Regions from separate parts of the Sus scrofa genome. Here region 1 is linked to region 2. The links are chromatin contacts, called in public Hi-C maps. All regions are on one chromosome and are shown on one strand. The core of a region is the stretch at or near the end of the contact, and the rest is flanking DNA. Distances in the headings are between cores, read along the strand shown.

Region 1 (5,039 bases), core at 115-2,614, 190 kb after region 2:
TTACAGACTAGTTTGCATGTGTCGTCTCTTTTATTGCTCTTAACCCAAGTCCTCTGCTATCCTGATACCTGGTTTCTGGTCTCCATCTTCATGCAGTCGGGGCTAGCATCGATTTCTTCAGTGCATTCTCAGGAGGCAGGCAACCCCCTCCTCCAAACTATCAGGGCGCAGGTAGTAGCAGAAATGAAAACAGTGCACTGACAACACATGTGACTTCTTCCACCAAAGGGCTGGTTAGCAGAGTCGAGTTTTATTGCCACATAAATCCTCCCTTGTCCTTCTTTTATCTCCTAACTTCTTTTGGACATACTAATTAATTAATTGAGCATACCTGTTTAAATCTTCCCATCTTGATGATGATAATGGTATGCCTTTGAGGGTTCTAAAAGTTAGAAATGATTTAGTATTAGAGGTTTTGATTACATTGAATATAAAATCAAATAAAATGAGCAAATGATGAAGAGGGGGAGTGAGGTTTGAAATCAGCCTGGTTTCTTGTATACACAAGAGGCACACTTAAGTTGGTTTTTATCTTGGCCTATTCTGGGAATGATATATTTGGCTCACAACCAGCAATAGAAGATAACAAGGACCTGTATCCTTTAAACCAGCCTCAGCGCTATTGACATTTTGAGCTGGATAATTCTTTGAAGTGAGGGTCTGTCCCATGCATTCCAGGATGTTTAGCAGGGTTCTTGGCCTCTACCTACTAGATGCCAAGAGTATCTCCTAAACTGTGACAACCAAAAATGTCTCCTGACATTGCCAGAGGGGGTTCCCAGTTGCACCCAGTTGAGAACCACTGCTCTAAACATAGAACAGGTTTTAGATTGTTAGATAGAAATTTACCAACTTTCTCTAGGTCAGACCTCTTATTTAAGGCCTTAGATAGGGTTCACATTTGATGAGCATTCTTTTTTTTTTTTTCTTTGCTTTTTTGGGCTGCACTCGAGGCATATGAATATTCCCAGGCTAGGGGTTGAATCCGAGCTGCAGCTGCTGGCCTATACCACAGCCACAGCAACACCAGATCCAAGCTGCATCTGTGACCTACACCACAGCTCATGGCAACACCGGATCCCCATCCCACTGAACAAGGCCAGGGATCGAACCTGCATCCTGATGGATCCTAGTCAAGTTTGTTACCGCTGAGCCACAACAGGAACTTCGTGATGAGTGTTCTTTTATACAAACACAGCTACTGGTTTTGTGTCCCACATTCCTATTGCAGTTTAGGAACTTGCTTTCTTAACCCACCTTTCTTTTCTTCTTTCCCAAATACACCCTTATGACTGGAGTGGGGCAGGTGGCACTGGACACAGTCCATTCCAGATCTGTTCTAGAATCCTCTGCCAAGCTGGCCTTTGCCTCCCAGGCCAGCTTCTCCTAGCCTTTGAAGTGTCTGCTGTGAACTCTATCACAGGACTGCCTGTTGGCGTCTGCACTAATCTGGGTGAGAGTGGAAGCCAGCGTGTGTCGACTGTGGCCTTGGCAGGCGAGAAGAGTATTATCTGTCACTGGCGGGTGCAAAGGCTTGCCCTTCGGGCCATGTTATTTCTGTTTCCTGGCCCCCAGCTGTGGCATTAGTGCATTGACCTATTTCTATCTCTAGTTTCTCTAGGGAATTTTAGAACGTTGTGACAATAATATTAATAAAAAATAATAGCCATCATTTAGCAAATATTGACTATTTGCCAGATACTATGCAAAGTACTTTTTGTATGAGCCCATTTCATCATTACAGCAACCCAGTGAGGTGGGGATTATCATCACCATGTTAAAGGTGAAGGCATTGATGTTTGGAAAAATTCATGTTTCTAACATCATACAGCTGGAAGTGGTGAGCCTTAGATATCAACCAGATCTGCCTGACTCCAGAACCCCACACTCTTTAATCACTGGGCTCTAATGCATCCTATTCACCTTGGACTCTGAAGCTATTGAACTGACCAGGTGATTGGTTTCCAGAATGTCTAAACTAGTAATGTGGACCCATCGAAAAAAGATTTGAGAAAGGGCTTGTTACTGTTGGTTAGCTGCAAATCCATATGTGGCCAGTTCTGGGATGTACATATTCCTGGAACAATCCTTAGATGTAGAGAAAGAAATAGGAACAACCCCCCTCCCTATATGCAGATTCAAGTAATTCAGGTAAAATTAGGTACTGAATTAAGCCCTGAAAAGGAGAGGGGGGGAAACACTCTTCTTCTCCAACATCATTCCTGTCTTCATTATTTTACAACTATTTATTAAGAAGCACTTTCTGTATACTTGGCACTGCACTTTGCATTAGGAAGATACATGACAGTTAAGACGTGGTACCACCTTCAAAAAATTTAGGAGGAGATGATGGACACATTAAAATAGAATGGTGGGTTTGCTGGTAAACACTTACGATGCCATGCTGGCATCCAAGGATAAGTTGTCAGCTGTTTCTAGAGGGAGAGAAGGCTTCGTAAAGAATGTGACACTTGAAGCAGTCTTGAAAAACAGAGTAATGGGTGTTCACTAGAGTGTGAGGGTGTAAAAGAATTCATCCAATCACGAGGAAAGGTTGAGCAAAAGTTGTAAATAACTTAGTACATATGAGGAGCTAGAGGTTGTCTGGGATATGAAGCCCTTAGGATGGACAGGTGAAACCGTACCACACTCTTCCTTCCCCCTTTAAAGATCCAGAGCCATCTACCATTTATAACAAACCCACAGATAGGAAAGGTGAAGAGCTTCCTGCTAAATTCAGCAACAGGAAGAGGATGACCAATCTTGCCACTTCTGTTTAACATAGTATTGGAAATCCTAGGCATAGCAATCAGACCAGAAAAATAAATGAAAGTTGTCCAGATTAGAAGGCAAGAGGTGAAAAATCACTATTTTCAGATGACTTGATACTGTATGTAAAGAACCCTAAAGTCGCCACACCTGTTAGAACTAATAAATGATTTCAGGAATGTATCAGGATGTGAGATTAATATACAGAAATCTTTTATGTTTCTATAAACAAATAACGAAATACCAGAAGGAGAAAGTAAAAAAAGATCCCATTTTAAATCATATCAAAAAGAATAAAATACCTAGGAATAAATGTAACCAAGGAGGTGAAAGACCTATACTGTGAAAACTAAAGTATTGATGGAGGAAATCGTAGATGTACAAAGTAGTGGAAAGATATCCCATACTCTTGGAATGGAAGAATTAATGTTGTTAAAATGGCCATACTACCCAAAGCAATCTCCAGATTTAATACAACCTTTATCAAAAAACTCATGAACTTTTTCAAAGAACTAGAACAAATAATCCTCAGATTTATATGGAACCACAAAAAAAAAAAAAAAAAAAAAAAAAACAGAACTGCCAGAAAAATCCTGAGGTGTGGGGGGGAGAGAACAAAGCTATAAGTATAACCCTTTCAGGCTTCAGACTATACTACAAAGCTATATTAATCAAACAACATGGTATTGGCTCAAAAACAGACTTATAGACCAATGGGACAGAATAGACAGCCCAGACATAAACCCTTACACCTACAGTCAATTAATATTGACAAAAGAGGCAAAAATACAAGGAGAAAAGACAGTCTCTGGGGGTTAATAGATGCAAACTATTGCTTTTGGAATGGATTGGCAATGAGAGCCTACTGTGTAGCACTGAGAACTATGTCTAGTCACTTATGATGGAGCATGATAATGGGAGAAAAAAGAATGTATATATGTATGTAACTGGGTCACCATGCTGTACAGTAGAAAAAAAAATTGTATTGGGGAAATAACAATTTAAAAAATTAAAAAAAAACAAGAGGTGTTGAGAAAGCTGGGTAGTTACATGTAAAGCAATGAAATTAGAACATTCCCTTACACCATATGTAAAAATAGATTAAACTCAAAATACGTTAAAGACCTAAAAATAAGACATGACACCAGAAAACTCTGAGAAGAGAACACAGGCAAAAGTTCTTTGACCTAAATTATGGCAGTGTTTTCTTATATTAGTCTTCCAAAGCAAAAGAAATAAAAGGAGAAATAAACAAATGGGACCTAGTCAAACTTAAAAGCTTTTGCACAGCAAAGTAAACCATAAACAAAACCAAAAGACAACCTATAGAATGGGAAAAAATATTTGCAAATGATGCAGCTGACAAGGATTTACTCCAAAATATATAAACAGTTCATAAAACTCAACACCAACAAATAACTCAATAAAAAAAAATTAGCAGAAAAACCAAATAGACATTTCTCCAAAGATATACAGATGGCCCACAGGAACATGAAAATATGTTCAACATCACTAATTATTGAAAAATTACAAATCAAAATCACAAATATCACCTAACGTTGGTCAGAATGGCTATCATATAAAAGTCTACAAATAATAAATGCTAGAGAGGGTGTGGAGAAAAAGAAACCCTCCTATGCTATTGGTGGGAGTGTAAATTGATGCAGCCACCATAGAAAACAGTATGGAGATTCCTCAGAAAACATATAGAGTTACCATATGATCCAGCAATCCCATTCCTGGGTATATATCTGGGAAAAAATGAAAACTCTAATTCAAAAAGATACATGCGCTCCAGTGTTCATAGAAACACTATTTTAATATCCAAGACTTGGAAGCCACCCAAATGCCCATCAACAGACAGTTGGTTTAGAAAGATACACACACACACACACACACACACACACACACACACACACCACACAGTGGAATGTTACTCAGCTTCAGAAAGAATGAAATATTGCCATTTATAGAGACATGGATGGACCTAGAGAATATAATGATTAGTGAAATAAGACAAAGACAAATACCATGTGATATCACTTATATATGGAATCCAAGAAATAACACAAATGAATGTATGTACAAAACAAGCATATTCACAGACATGAGAAGCAAATTTATGGTTTCCAAAGGGGAGAGAAGCAGGGACAAATTAGAAATATAGGATTAACAAACTACTATACATAAAATAGAAAGGCAATAAGGATTTACTATATAGAATGGGACTTAGTATTTTGTAATAATCTGTGGAATGGAATGGAATCGCA
Region 2 (4,666 bases), core at 1,080-3,579:
ATGCAGTAGATTGTTTAGAATCTAATCTTAGACACATGTGCCTTTTTTTTCTTATGGAAAGAAAAGGAAATAGAGCTTCATAAATCAGAATATTGGGCTTAAAATATAATTTATAAGGAACAAATACAGGAAATGTAAATCATGCTCAAGAAAGGCTTACTTTCATCTTACATGTTAGATTGAAAAATCATGTGGCTACATTTACGAGTGATGAAAAGACATCCAGAAAATAAAATCTCAAGGTTAACGTAGAAGCACATTTAGTGGCTATTTGAACAATCCCAATATCCTCAAAGTTGTGTGTGTGTGTGTGTGTGTTCCCAGCAATGACTGTCATGGCTTAGCTCATTTAAAAAGTGAATTCTCATTGGGGCTGACTTCTGAGTCATTAGGAACTTTTAATATTTTGGTATTTTTTAAAGAAAGTCTAGGAGTTCTCTGGTGGCTTAGCAGGTTAAGGATCTGGCTTTGTCACTGTTGTGGCTCAGATCACTGTTGTGGCATGAGTTCATTCCCTGGCCCTGGAAATTTAAAAAAAAAAAAAAAAAAGGAAGAGGAAGAGAGGAAGGAAAGAGTAGAGCTCTAACTGTCCAATCCAAAAAATACGCAGGACTCAAGGCAAAAAGAAGCACGGAAACTATTGCTTTACTATCGAATAAAATTTGAAAGAAAGATTTTGGAGTAAAATTTTCAGCCATGACTAGTTTTCACAGCACGGTATGATTGAAGGAGAAATCCAGCAGTAGTCACTAGATTCCTGTATTCTTTATGTTAGAAGAAAGGTAGGAAAATGGTTTGGACGGCAGGATTGGAATAACATGGTGCTGAAAGATACAGCCCAAACCAATAGAAATCTGGTGCTGGAGTAGAGATTTATGATTTTAGAACTGACAATTCTATAAAGTCATTTCTAAGGATCTAATTCTTCCATTTAGGCACCTTTTGAAGCTATTCTTCACTGCAGTGGTGAAGTTGTAACACTTGACATCTTTATGTAGAAGACTTAATTTAACCAATATAGTTTTTGTTGAAGCCAAGCTGTTGCTATTATGATACCAATTCATTTATCAGTTCTAAGATGTTTTTTTCAATCTCAGTTCTGTTTCTTATGGACTGATCAGTATTCAGCTCTTCCTTTGACAGAAGCTGTCTCCTGCCTTGTGAGGGTGTGTGTTCTCACAGTCACAACATGGTGGAGTGTGTGTGTTGATTTACAGATTTTGTTGCTGAAGGCATGTACTCTTGCCATGCTCCATTACTCTGCATACAAAGGAAAACATCTCGGTTGTAAAAGCAAGCTCAGCTCACTGGAGTTGTTGGGAAGAGGTCGCTTCTTCAAGGGACAAAGGACAATGCTTCATTTCCCCTGTGGCTTTGTCTTTGTGAATTTGACTTCCTGGTGTAACCAGATGTTTTCCGATTTAAGGAAACCCAGGACACAAAAATCGAAATTTGCAAAATGAGGGATCCATGAGTCTGTATTTGTTCTTGTTATTTTCTTGTGAAGTCACAGCACTTTGTAAGAAATTTGCTCAAGCTGATGTTCAGTGTGGTAGAGGGATTAAAAGTACAGGGCTTGAAGTCTAACAGTGCCAGATTTGACCCAAAGCATGAGCTCTTTTTGCTAGAAAGTCTTTGTCAGGATCTTCAACCTCTCTGGGCTTAATTTTCTCATCTGAAAAATAATTATGCTTATATGTAAGAATCTCATGAGATAATTCATGTCAAGCATATAACAGATAGATTATACATAGGTATTTATATGAACATGAAAATATATGCATATATGCATATGTATTTATGATTTACATAGCATGCTATTATTGCATAGTACTCAGTGTTTTATGGAAAATGAGATACACTTATAAAATCAATAGATGATGTACACATACAATTTTTAGCAGATTTATCTTACTGATTATGTTTCGCAGAGGCCACTATCACAGTTCATTATCATTCCCCACACTCACACTTACTATGGAGGTAGGTGACCTCGGGACATACTAGATGGGGCAATGAAGCCACCTGGGCTGTTCAAAAATCATCACAGGTAACACATCACGTTTACAGCAGAGAATTGATCGGGCACCCCTTTGCCCAGTGAACCCCTGTCAGACAATGGGTTCCTGGAAAGCAGGCTCAGAGAAGGAGAGCTGGGTGCTAGAAGTTTTTTGGGTGGTGTCTTCCTATTCACCACTTGCTAGGAACGTGAAAGATGCTGGATTTAGACTCTGACTCAATCCGAACAAGACCTCAGCCATCTGCAGCTGTCTGGAGCTGGGACTGGCCTTTGGAGTTAATCCAGCTGGGGCTGGGCCACCTGGATACAATTATAAAGGCTAGACCTAAAGATGCAGCTCCCTCCTGCCTGCCACCAGTCATAGGATACAGGCTGCTCTCAGGAAGAGGGTCATGACCTTGGATGAAGTAGCTCTTTTCAGCCAGGGCATTGCCCAGAAGGGCCAACAGCCAAGAGCAGCCAGCAGCTGGGGCGTTCTTTAGGCCTTAAGAGGGATCTGAGTGACATGGGCCAGAGCCTTCCAGTCGGTAGAACTGATAATCTTTGGAAATTGATTTGGCCTAAGTTATCTGGTCCCTCTTTTTCTCCTGTCTTTCCCCCTCTATTTTTTCCTTCTTTCTCACTCTTCCATCCACCATTTATTGATGGTCTGCTATGCGGCAGGTACTCTAACGAGGGCTGGAACTTAAAACATTTTAAAAAATTCTTTTCCTTTTCCAAAGCTTCTAATCAAATGCAGAGAAAAGCCAGACAGCAAAATGGGCAGAGAGGATGAACTGTGGAGTTGGAAAAATAATAATTCAGAATTTTACTGTCTCTTACTACTGTGATCATAGTCACTAAAATTCTCAAACCTCATTTTTAAAATAGGGATAACAATTAAACCTATCCAGAAAACTGTCCCAAAGAACAAATCAAAGAATGAGAAATTATCCACATTTATACCCAGCCCATCGTAATTGTCCAATCAATTATTGATGATGTTTTTATTTTTTATTTTTTTGTCTTTTTAGGGATGCACCCTTGGCATATGAAAGTTCTCAGCCTAGGGGTCGAATCAAGCTACAGCTGCCAGCCTGTGACACAGCCACAGCAACACCAGATCCTAGCTGTGTCTGTGACCTACAGCACAGCTCACAGCAATGCTGGATCCTTCACCCATTGAGCAAGGCCAGGGATCGAAGCTGCGTCCTCATGGATCCTGGTTGGATTCGTTTCTGCTGTGCCACAGCAGGAACTCCCTATTATGGATAATAATGATGATGTCCAAAGCTGATGGGTCCCTTCCAGGTAACTCCTTTCCCTTTGTCTCTTGGGTCAAACGCAAGATACCTCATGCAGGAGGAAAGCTCAGTGATTGAATGACATGATGTCTTGGACTCTACCCCTCACACACTCTGTATACAAGGGTTTCTGGGCCTCAAGGACCTTCCATTGCAAGGTATTCTCTAGTGACTATGCCTGACTGGGCTCCTCAGCCTTCAGCACAAATGGTCTCTTGTTCTTCTTGAACTACACTCTGTCTGACACCTCATTCCCCAAGATTTCTTTCTGTGTCTCCAGCCACTCATTCACAGTGTGTCTCTGTGGGCCTGTCCCACTGATCCACCCACGCGGTGCTGGGGGTCCCCAGAGATCAGTCCTCAAGCCTCTCCTCCCTTCGCTCCCCTTCCTCTCTGATCACGGGTTTGTATGTCAGCTTTATGATGGTGGCTGACTTCTGTTTGGAGCTCCCACTGTACACCTCCACACACCCACTCTACATTTCTGTTGACTGTTTCATGGATGTAGGCAGGTCAGGCTCATTCCATGTCGAACCAGAAGTTTGATCTTCTACTACCGTCCTCACTCAGTGTTCTCCAGGTCAGCAATTTCCCTGTCCCTTCTTTTATTGCCCAAGCCAGAAAGACGTGTTCTGTCATTGACATCCATTTCCTTCTTGCCTCAAATACCTAATCTACCGCCTTTGATTCTAGATGCAAAAATATTTCCTCTCTTCACATCTTTACCACCACCTTCTAGTAGAAGCCACGTCTTCTGGGGATTCAACAAAAGCTGCAGTCTCCCAACTAATTTTTCCAACTTCCAGATGTTCCCTTGACCCTTAAGTGAGACATTTTTTTTTTTTTTTTTTTTTTTTTTTTTTTTTTGCAGCTAGAGAGAGAATTTTTAAATGGAAGTTGCATCATGTCACTGCCCTTCTTAAAAGTATATTTTGATCTTCCATCACACTTGGAGTAGGTAATGGGATCCTTGGTCTTGCCTCCAAGACCCAGATTGATCTTACTCTTGTCTGCCCTTCCATCCTCATCTCAAGCCGTTGGCCTCTACCCTTCCCACAAGGCCACCTCACTTCACTGGCCTTCTTGCCTCCACGGACAGTGATAGTCTATTTAGAACGTTTGCATCTATTTTTTTTCTTCTGCCTCCAACCTCTTTAACTTTACTCTTCACCACTCTTTCTCATCCTTCAGATCTTAGCCAAAAGTTTCTTTCTGATTTGCTTTCCCCACAAGCAACTTGGGTTTCTGGGGCTCACTTGGCCTCCTCTGTTTTTCCTCATGAAATAAGTATTTTGTTTTTTCCTTTTTTGAAAATTTTTTTTATCACTTATTTATATATATTTTTTTGTACTGTACAGCATGG

The links. Hi-C and Micro-C count contacts between places; a contact is called where the count stands out from the background.
Region 1: a Hi-C map of psoas muscle shows a contact between it and region 2, with 2.3 times the contacts expected there. A contact is called at or near these places in 3 of 47 Hi-C or Micro-C datasets (embryonic fibroblasts, heart right ventricle and psoas muscle).

What each region holds. Positions count from the first base shown.
Region 1 is chr4:20,553,742-20,558,780 of Sscrofa11.1, forward strand. The region is part of intron 4 of SAMD12 (sterile alpha motif domain-containing protein 12); the gene reads left to right. Among named protein-coding and RNA genes, the nearest start is that of EXT1, 89 kb to the right of the region's middle.
Region 2 is chr4:20,360,357-20,365,022 of Sscrofa11.1, forward strand. All of the region lies in intron 3 of SAMD12 (sterile alpha motif domain-containing protein 12), which reads left to right. Among named protein-coding and RNA genes, the nearest start is that of SAMD12, 220 kb to the left of the region's middle.